3 separate regions of the Mus musculus genome follow, and all the other regions are linked to region 1. A link is a contact called in public HiChIP or PLAC-seq data. All regions are on one chromosome and are shown on one strand. The core of a region is the stretch at or near the end of the contact, and the rest is flanking DNA. Distances in the headings are between cores, read along the strand shown.

Region 1 (3,228 bases), core at 397-2,896:
AATTTTAACAAAAGGGTACTATTTCTTCTTTAAATTTCCTGTTATCTTATAGATTGTTAAGAACTATTTCCAGGGCCAGAGAAATGGCTCAGCAGATAAAGGCAACTGACACCATTCCAAATAACCCAAGCTCAAACCCTGAGACTTGTAAAGTAGAAAGAAAGAATTAGAATTCACATTGTATGGTATGGCATGTTCAGGCACACACACACTATAATCCCAGGACTTGGGAGGTAGAGGCAGGATCAAGAGTTTAAGAACATCCTTTGCTACATGGCAAACTTGAGGCCAGCCTGGGCTATATGGCATACTTGAGGCCAACCTCGGCCATATGGCAAACTTGAGGCCAGCCTGGCTATGCGAGACCCTTCAGCTCCCTGGTCATGTAAGCAACCTGAGTTGCAAGTCACTGACTTACTGATGGAATTACTGGCCTACCAAGTCCTGATAATAACAAAAGTATCATTGTTTTATGTAACTAAGATTCTGAACAATGTTACACAGCAACAGAAACCGCACTGTGGAGAACTGTGGCTGCCCAGTGAGTTCCACATGGAATCCCACCTGCTAACCGGTATTCCCTGCAGTTTCTTTTGCTGTACAGATATTAAGGAAACAGCTGACCTCAACCGAGACTGATGGGAGACCCTCCACAGAGCGCTTAGAACATTGAGTCAAAGAATTGATATGATACACACAGCCCGTTTTAGTTGGATTTGTTCAACTAGTGTAACCTCCCCCAGCCTGAAACAGGCTGGTTCAGACTCCGTTGCCTCTGAGAATTAGACCACCTGGGGTGGAGCCTTCCTGCACTATGAAGAGGCGGTTCCTCTTTCTGAGTGATCTTCTTTGTCTAAAAGTAGCTCATCGTCAGAGTCTCTATATCTATCAAATTTAGAGTTGAGAGGACCCTTTTCTGAGAAGGCCCTCTCTGACAGGCGCTCTTCCTGAGATTCATCAAGCTCTGCCTGGGTACTATCTGACCCCTGCAAGATCACCTTTTCAATAGCATCTTTTACGAGTGCCCAGAGGCAAAGTGTGAAATTATCTGCCTGAGTGATTTTCAAAGTTTCTCCAATTCTCTCCCAGATTCTGATATCTAAAGTTTCTTCTTCCTTGAACCATGGGCAACAAGAATCCATCTTATCTAAAAAATTTTCTAACAATTGTACTTCAAGCCCTACTCCTTTTGCCTGAAGTAGCTCTTGAAAGCTGCGGACAACTGCTTGATTGAGTTCCTAGTTCCGAATAATTTGCTGCTAACCTAAGTGGAAACCAGCATTGGGTTAGCGCTGATTCCAAACTTAGCCCGTATCCTTCTGCACCCTCCAGCAACACTTTAAAAAATGAAGTTTTAAGCTAGCGCTAGCATATGTACCTGTTGCTCCGGTGCCCAATAGGATCCTTTCCTTTTTCTTCCGGTGGAGCTCCACATGAAGCAGCATTCTTTCAGCATTTTCCTGCTGTTCCTCAGGTCCCTGGGCCGGGTGCCAGACTGTTGCCAGCCGGCCCGCAGCTCACATGGACCAGGTACACCTGGGTGGCAGGCAGATAGCAATCTGTGCTTATAAAGGGGGTTGGGGGGTGGTGGTGGAGGCCCATTCCTGCCAATCCATTCTTGGTGCCTGGAACCAGCTGCAGGTGACAACATGCAGGATAGGGTGTAGTCTTCAGAATATCTCAGGGGCCTCTCAGCAGGTAGCAACGTCTTGAAGGTGAGCAGTGGCAGCAACTAACAATAGAGCCATCTAGGCAGGAAGGCTCCACCCCAGGTGGTCTAATTCTCAGTGGCAAAGGAGTCTGAACCAGCCTGTTTCAGGCTGGGGGAGGTTACAAACTAGAAAACCAGCACTACTAAGAATTAATGAGTAAGTCATTGCAGAGAAATAGCGACTAGAATGTCGGGTTTGTAACAGTCGTGGTGAGTTTGCAAATAAAAGGATGTTTGCAAAGTCTTCAGTGGAAATAACTTTCTTTTTCCTTCTTTCTCTCTCTCTCTCTCTCTCTCTCTCTCTCTCTCTCTCTCTCTCTCTCTCTCTCTCTCCCTCCCTCCCTCCCTCTCTCTGACAGGGTCTTTGACCCATCCAGCAGGTCCAGTTATTTGAGGGTCTCGAGGGGACCTTCTCCTAAGAATCAAATGGGGGGTAGAGAGAGACGAGAACCTTGTGCAATGAATGACACACGGAAGCAGTCTGAGTAGCATCAAGGTCCCACTGTATTAGCAAGGCTTAAGGCTTAAATGCTCAAGCAAAAGGGGAAGTATTTCTCAGCAGGAGGGATGGGGCAGCAGAAATTTTTCTTTTTGCAACTACAGGGGGAAGCAGGAACTTGGTGGTATCAGGGTACATCTTGAGGTCAGGACATCCAGCGCTGACTTAGGGCTGGAACAATCTGTGGTTGTTCTCGGAGCGGTGGGTCAGTGGCCCGCTTTTGACCCCCTTTTCTTCTGGGGGGGGCGGGGGGAGGGGAAAAGCCCAATTCAGAGATCAGGACAATTGTGTTGTCTTAATGGATCCCAACAGGTCTTGGGTGTCACAGGCTGACTGCAAGTCCACCATGTAACAGAGGATGATCTTCCCCCCTCATCTCTCACACACTGGGATTACAAGTGTGTGCTGGGTTATGTTGTGACCTGGGGATAGAACCAGGGCTTGGAGGCATTTTAGGTAAGCACTACGATTTTAGCTATATCCCCAGTCCTGGGAGTGGTTTTTGTTTTTTTTTTTTTTAACATAGTATCTCAGACACCTATCAGACTACTAGTCAAGAACGAAACACTTTTTTGCCTGTGCTTATTAGCTACTTTAGTTTGTTTGGGTACAGGGTTTGAGGGTAAGTCCATTAGAGCAGGGAGCCTGGGGCAGGGAGCCTGGGGCACGGAGCAGCACCAGATGGATGCTGAGACTCAGTTCCTCTTCTCTGTTTCCTTCATCTTGGATCCAACCCGTGGAATTCAGACTAGATTTTCTCTCTTGAGTTAAACCTTTCTCGAAATGTCCTGTGGATGCGTCAAGTTGACAAGATGAGCTACCACATTACGTGTGTGTCTGTTTGAATGTGTGTGTTGATTTTTTTTTAATGGCAGAGTTTCATGTAGTCCTAGGTTGGTTTCAATCTCACTGTGTTGTAGTCGAGAATTACCTTAAATGCCTGTGAGTACCACCATCATCTGTTTGAAGATAAACTTTTTGAAAGAAATTCCAGAAAAAAAAAAAAAAAGAACTAGAA
Region 2 (3,171 bases), core at 111-2,610, 85 kb before region 1:
CAATGGAGGCATTTTCTCAATTAAGATTCTCTTTTCCCAAATATGTCTAGATTTGTGTCAAGTTGACCCAAATCAATGAGCACAAAGATAGAAACAAGCAGAGGAATTTATCCACTACCCAGAGAGAAGAATCAGCAACAGAAGAAAAAGCTGCTGGCAAAATAAATAGGGAAATTAGAGATGCGAATGGAAATGTCAGTGGTGGGAAAGAAAAAGACAATGAGAAAATGAAGATTTTGGGGGGTAAAGTAGAAATTCTGGAAATAAAAAGCTCAACAAATCAAATACAAAAAACAACAGAACCATCACCAACAGACTCGCCAAGCAGAAGAAAAAACTAGGGATATCTACAAGCATTAGGGTGTTGCCGTGGAAGAGTACCTTGGCAGGTTGGACCCAAGGAATGCCTCAGAGTCACATTATGGAACAGATATTACAGATATTATGTGAGAGATTTGTTGGGGGTAGAGGAAGGCCACCTTTGAGCAGGAGTGAGAGAAGGGTTGTGAGGGAGGGAGAGAGACAAAGAGACAGAGACAGAGGGTGGGACATTATGGCAGGGGCCTTTATAATGGGTACTCAATTTGTGGCGACAGCGGTAATGTGTTGCATGACAAGCTGGTGATGATGTGGCTGCAGGCAAGGTGACCTCGTTCCTAATGACAAGATTGTTGGGATGAGGATGACCCACAACATCCAAGAACTTTGCAAAATGATTAAGAGATGAAACATAAGAATGCATGGGAGGCAAGGATCTGAGATAACCAGTAGAGACTCGTAATGAGATAACAGCATTCTAGAGGAGGATTTATTCAATGGAACTATTATATTCTTCACAGAAATAGAAAAAGAAATCGTAAAATGTATTTGAGAGCACAAAAGGCCCTATAGACAAAGCAATCCTTAGCATAAAGAACAATGGCAGGCATAGCAATATCAGATCTCAAATTATATTATACAGACACAGTAACAAAGACGGACAAAACAGACATAAAAACTAGTGACATAGAATAGAGGAGCCAGAGATGAAACCATACTGTTAATAGCAACCTAATTTCTGACAAAGCTGTTTTAAAAAATACGTTGGAGAAGATAGCCTCTTTAAAGAAAGAGAATGGATAGTCCTGGCAAAACCGGATTCATACATGCTGAAAATTGAAATTTGACCTGTATCTCTCATCCCGCACAAAAATCAGTTCATCGTGGATCCAACATTGACCTGAAACTGAAACGGCTGAAGGCAGATTCAGGGAAAGCGCTCGAGACACAGGCAGAACTTTCTGAAAAGGACTCCAACAGCACTGGACGCTGTCCTAGATTGACAAGTAGAACCTTCTGAATAACAGAGGAAGCAATCACCATAATGAAGAGACTGCCTACAGAATGGGTGCTGCACACAGACCTCACTTGGGTCCTCAATCCACAGGCAAAACTTGGGTTCGGTGGTTACAGACCAGCAAGGAGTTGGCACGGATGACAAAAAAATACAGACCAAAGGGAGTGTGGTATCTGAATGTATTTTTGTCAAAGTGAGCATCAGTCTTTTATAATATAAAAGAAATTAAGTGATACATTAAGGCCATTCAAGGTACATTGAAGTTATCTGATGCAAAATTACTTTGACAACAAAACAGAGGAATGTGTACTTAAAAGCTAACAGGAACCAACTGGGATAAAATCAGTGTTAACAACTGGGATCAAAAGCAGTTCCACCTAAGGTCAGCTTAATCTTAGAAGCCAGGGGCAAGGGCTTCGTGCCCTTGCCTTAGTTCTAATTCTAGTCTATTGTATAGTCTACCTTCCCCCTAGGCCATTGCAAATTCCTGTGTGTGGGTGTAACTCAGCTATCTATAGTTCTAAGTATTTACTCCAATTCCTTCTTAGACCACAACCTTCCTTCTTCCTAGGTCATTGTAAATTCTTGCATATGGGAGTAGCTCAGCTATTATTCTAAGTGGTAGCTATTATTCTAAGGGACTTTCTACTAATAAGTAATGTAGTCTACCATACATAATTATAATAAGAATTCTAAACTTATGTTGCTAAGCTTGCCCTGAGATTTCTAACTATATGTAGTAGATAGTAATGCCTGATTTCTTTCACTGTCTCTCTTACGATACTAGAGGCAATTCTGAATGTCACCGAATAGGCAACATTCTTACTGAATTCAAAGCTCATGGTCAGCTCAAGGATTACTTCGGACATTGGTGAAGGCCAGGAAGCAAAGTTCAATTTTGCTTAGGTATTTGGCAAGTCATTGCTTGGAGACACCTATAGTAAAACAATACTGAGGGCAAGCAGATCCGTTCAACGACTAAAGCAAGGACATTATTGGAGCATTCGTTATACAGGATGCCATGGTTCTAGGAGACTAAGTTTCTGTGAACTTTTTGCCTCAGGACTACATCCAGGTTTTTGGGCCTGTCACGTGTGTCACTACTAGAGTGGATGTAGCAGATGGGAAAATAATTATTGCCAACCATTGTCTAGACCCCCCCCCCCCCAGAGTTATATCTAAAATACATAAACACACACACACACTAAGCATCAACCCTCATCCCCCAAGTCATCTAACCAATAAACAAGCTAATGAGATGAATAGACAGTACTCAAAAGGACACATACAAATGTCCAATAGTCCAATGAATGATTGAAGAAAAGGCAGAGGGAGGAGGATCTATGTGAGTTCATCAGTCAGTTCCAGGCCAATTGAGACCCTGTCTCCAAAAAGGAAGGAGTAGGAAGAGGGAGAAAAGAAGAGGAGGAAAGAAAGAAAAGAAACACAACAAATGGATGAAGATATGAGAAGAGAGGAATCCTTAATTCTGGTGCAAACGAAACTTGTGCAACTACTGGGGAGATTGGTGTGGAGATTCCTCAAAGAACTGAAAAACAAACAAGCAAATAACAAAACAACCAACCAGACAAACAAACCACAAAAATGTACCCTATGGCCTGGTTAGTTGTAGTTACACTACTCTTGTGTCCTGAAAGAAGTTGTAAAGATACCACAGAGAATTGTGCCTATCTGCCTTAATTGCTGCACTACTCATAAAAAGCAGCAAATGGAACCAGCCTAGATGTCAGTCCACAGAAGAATGGACTAAGAAAAATCTAGTACATATATACAGTGGGATATTTTGCAGCCATAAAGAAGAATAAAGGCAGGGC
Region 3 (3,198 bases), core at 654-3,153, 120 kb before region 1:
AACTCAAAGTTTTCTAGAAGAACAGCTAGTGCTTTTAACTATTGAGCTGTCTCACAAAAAACAAACAAACAAACAAACAAACAAACAAGCAGCCAGATGGTTGTGGTACCTGAATTTAATCCCAGAAAGAGGGAGGCAGAGGCAGGCAGATGTCTGTGAGTTCAAGACCAACCTGGCCTTCAAAGTGAGTTCTAGGACAGCCAGGGCTACATAAAGAAACTGTCAGACCCCAACCCTCTGTCAGTGGTACTTACTTCGAGATGCCCTTGAGTGAGACACCAAGATGCAGATCAATGCAAAAGCAAGAGGTTTATTTTCCTGAGTTGGGGGGGGGGGGGTCAACCCTCAATCAGTCCTTCTGGGAGAATGACGAGAAGGCAACCCTGAATGGCTACTACAAACAGTTTTTATACTTTTTAGGGGCACAGGTTACATCAGCAAGGTTATAGTTCAAACTTATTGGCTAGGCATATCAACCTTTAAATCTATTGGCTAGCAAGCACGACACTCATTTGAACTATACCTGGGACTTTCCAGAGGGTATCAGTCAGTACATTCTAATTATTTTTTACTCAAGTTTGTTCCTGTTAATGGAGAATAGAACTTGGCCTAGCCTTGACCGGAGGCAGGAGGGGGAAGCTGTAAGGAGGGTTTGGGACTGGAAAAGCCCTTAGGGTCCCTCAAAACCCTGTCTCAAAACAAACAACTAAACAACTAAACCAAAAACGAACAAACAACAGAAAGAAAGAAAGAAAGAAAGAAAGAAAGAAAGAAAGAAAGAAAGAAAGAAAGAAAGAAAGAAAAGAAGGGAGGGAGGGAGGAAAGAAGGAAGGAAGGAAGGGAAAAAACGCATCCAGGAACTAGAAGAACGAGGAGGTAAAGAGATTGATAGCACTCCCTAGAACGACAGGGTCTCACTATGTAGCTCTGGCTGTTGTGTCATCCAGGCAGGCCTTGAACTCATGGAGATCTGCCTATCTCTGTCTCCCAAGCTCTAGGATTAAAGGCATGAGCCACTATAGCCAGCAGGATTGGATGTTTTGTAGTCCAGTCCTATCTAACCATCGTAGACCTTAAGAATATATTTACAACACAATATTATTCACAATAAAGTTTCTTCTTCACCACAGCTAGGAGCAGCCATGACATTTCCTTTCCTTTTTATTTCTTTTTTCTTTATTCACCCACCATCCTTTTCCATGCTAGAGCAGGTAGCTAAACCTCCAGAACACACTGCTTCATTCATTTATGATGCATTACAAAGATGAAATCTCAGGGAGGTCAGGCGATCATGGGAGGTGTGGTTGCACAGGGGGCACTGTTCCCCCAATACTTGTTTTGTTTTGTTGCCACCCCGGAAGCTCTCCAAACCTTATCAGTTATAGGTTTTTATGGAGGCTTCATTACACAGGTGATTAAATCTTTGTCCAGGCTGAATCCATTTCTGGCCCCTGTCCCTTAACAGAGGTGGTGGGGCGGGGAAAGTACCAATTCCCCTACTAGGTGTTTACCTTGAAAGAGCCCTAGGTGACTCTCACCTATGCATGGAGGAAGAAGCTCAATATGAATAACAGAAGGCTCTCAGTACTCATCTATCACTCAGGAAATTCCAAGGATTCTGATGCAGCGTCTCTGAAAGCCACCAAAGCCAAAGGTATATTAGAATAAAATATTCTCCCTTTATCTCTGTCATTCAGGACCTTACAAGGGTGTCAGGAACTGGGACAAACACAAGTCCTGGTTAATTATTTTATGTCAATTTGTTAGAACTAGAGTCTTCGGGGAAGGGAGAACCTCAATTGAGAAAATACCTTCATCTTGTAGGCAAGTGTATGGGCATTTCATTGTTTAATGATTGATGTGAGAGGGAATGGTCCTTGGCAGATGGGCCTGGGTTGTGTAAGAAAGGAAGCTGAGCAGGCCGGTAAGCAGCCTTCCTCCATGGCCTCTGGCCTCTGCTTCATTCACTGCCTCCACTCTCCTGCCTTGAGTTCCTACCCTGACTTCTTTTTCTTCCCCAAGTTACTTGGATCATGGCCTTTTATTACAGCAATATAAAAATAACTAAGACAACATTGTGATGAGAAAAACCAGGAGCAAACACAGGAATGTTTCAATGTGAAATTTTTTTTATGGCTAGACTAAACTTGCAATCTCACTGGAAGTAGGAGTGAGAAGTAGCCCTGACTAAAAAGCAAGGGAACCTTTTATAGTCAGGCTCTGTCTGACCTTTGATTGCAAAAGCAGCATTTTTTTATTTTTATTTTTTTTGATTTTCGAGGCAGGGTTTCTCTGTATAGCCCTGGCTGTCCTGGAACTCACTCTGTAGACCAGGCTGGCCTTGAACTCAGAAATCTGCCTGCCTCTGCCTCCCAAGTGCTGGGATTAAAGGCATGTGCCACCACCGCCCGGCGCAAAAGCAGAATTTTTGCAGTTAGTAAATTAGTTAGCTATTTTTATGATTATGGGAAAAGATATATGTTATGGTGTTATGGTCAGCCAGTTCTTGTAACATATAATAAAACAACAGAAACAACTTAGGACATGTAAATCACAAGATTATAAAGGAAGAACAAGTAAAAAGCACACCAAACGAACAAAACCAACAAAAACAAACAAAAAACCAGGCTTGGCCTTTAATCCCAGCACTCGGGAGGCGGATTTCTGAGTTCGAGGCCAGCATGGTCTACAAAGTGAGTTCCAGGACAGCCAGGGCTACACAGAGAAACCCTGACTCGGAAACCAAAAAAAAAAAAAAAAAAAAAAAAAAAAACCACAAGCTTGGACATGATTACAGAAGAAACACCACAGGGAACTACATAGAAATAAAGCAAATTTTTTTTTTTTTTTTTTTTTTTTTCAAGACAGGGTTTCTCTGTATAGCCCTGGCTGTCCTGGAGCTCACTTTGTAGACCAGGCTGGCCTCGAACTCAGAAATCCGCCTGCCTCTGCCTCCGGAGTGCTGGGATTAAAGGCATGTGCCACCACGCCGGGCTTAAAGCAAATTCTAACACTATGTTTCACTAAAAAAGGAGGAAAAATGGAGTTAGTTGGCCCTTAACAGACAAAACAAATTATGTGTTTCTTACTATATGTATGTCAAGCTCAATTCCATTAGATCCATGCCTTCAAAAGAGGAAGACAGATAGAGCTTTCCTCCTCTCAGCAAACTTGACAACATCAAGGAAAGGCTACATG

Evidence for each region. HiChIP or PLAC-seq counts read pairs in DNA pulled down with a chosen protein or histone mark.
Region 2: an H3K27ac HiChIP or PLAC-seq map of embryonic stem cells shows a contact between it and region 1, with 12 read pairs. The contact joins two enhancer-like sites. A contact is called at or near these places in 1 of 39 promoter capture datasets (liver), 1 of 15 datasets of contacts at CTCF or cohesin (CD8 T cells), 15 of 484 Hi-C or Micro-C datasets (the HPC-7 cell line, Th1 cells, embryonic stem cells and 3 more) and 7 of 115 datasets of contacts at active chromatin or transcription factors (embryonic stem cells and memory CD8 T cells).
Region 3: a contact with region 1 is called in an H3K27ac HiChIP or PLAC-seq map of embryonic stem cells, with 17 read pairs. The contact joins two enhancer-like sites. A contact is called at or near these places in 7 of 39 promoter capture datasets (the 3T3-L1 cell line, 3T3-L1-derived adipocytes, the C10 cell line and 3 more), 1 of 15 datasets of contacts at CTCF or cohesin (embryonic stem cells), 21 of 484 Hi-C or Micro-C datasets (3T3-L1-derived adipocytes, B cells, the C10 cell line and 15 more), 9 of 115 datasets of contacts at active chromatin or transcription factors (bone marrow-derived macrophages, embryonic stem cells, epiblast stem cells and 2 more) and 3 of 9 other capture datasets (adipose tissue, embryonic stem cells and liver).

The regions. Positions count from the first base shown.
Region 1 is chr6:37,739,684-37,742,911 of GRCm38.p6, reverse strand. No RefSeq gene overlaps it. Among named protein-coding and RNA genes, the nearest start is that of Gm38791, 27 kb to the right of the region's middle. Within about 2 kb of position 1,646, at least 10 of the 459 cell types and tissues checked have an H3K27ac peak or open chromatin away from gene starts, as enhancers often do. A contact at or near this core is called in embryonic stem cells and stem cell-derived epiblast-like cells, where this site is marked.
Region 2 is chr6:37,824,155-37,827,325 of GRCm38.p6, reverse strand. No RefSeq gene overlaps it. Among named protein-coding and RNA genes, the nearest start is that of Trim24, 45 kb to the left of the region's middle. Within about 2 kb of position 1,360, at least 11 of the 459 cell types and tissues checked have an H3K27ac peak or open chromatin away from gene starts, as enhancers often do. A contact at or near this core is called in embryonic stem cells, where this site is marked.
Region 3 is chr6:37,856,101-37,859,298 of GRCm38.p6, reverse strand. No RefSeq gene overlaps it. Among named protein-coding and RNA genes, the nearest start is that of Trim24, 13 kb to the left of the region's middle. Within about 2 kb of position 1,903, at least 13 of the 459 cell types and tissues checked have an H3K27ac peak or open chromatin away from gene starts, as enhancers often do. A contact at or near this core is called in embryonic stem cells and stem cell-derived epiblast-like cells, where this site is marked.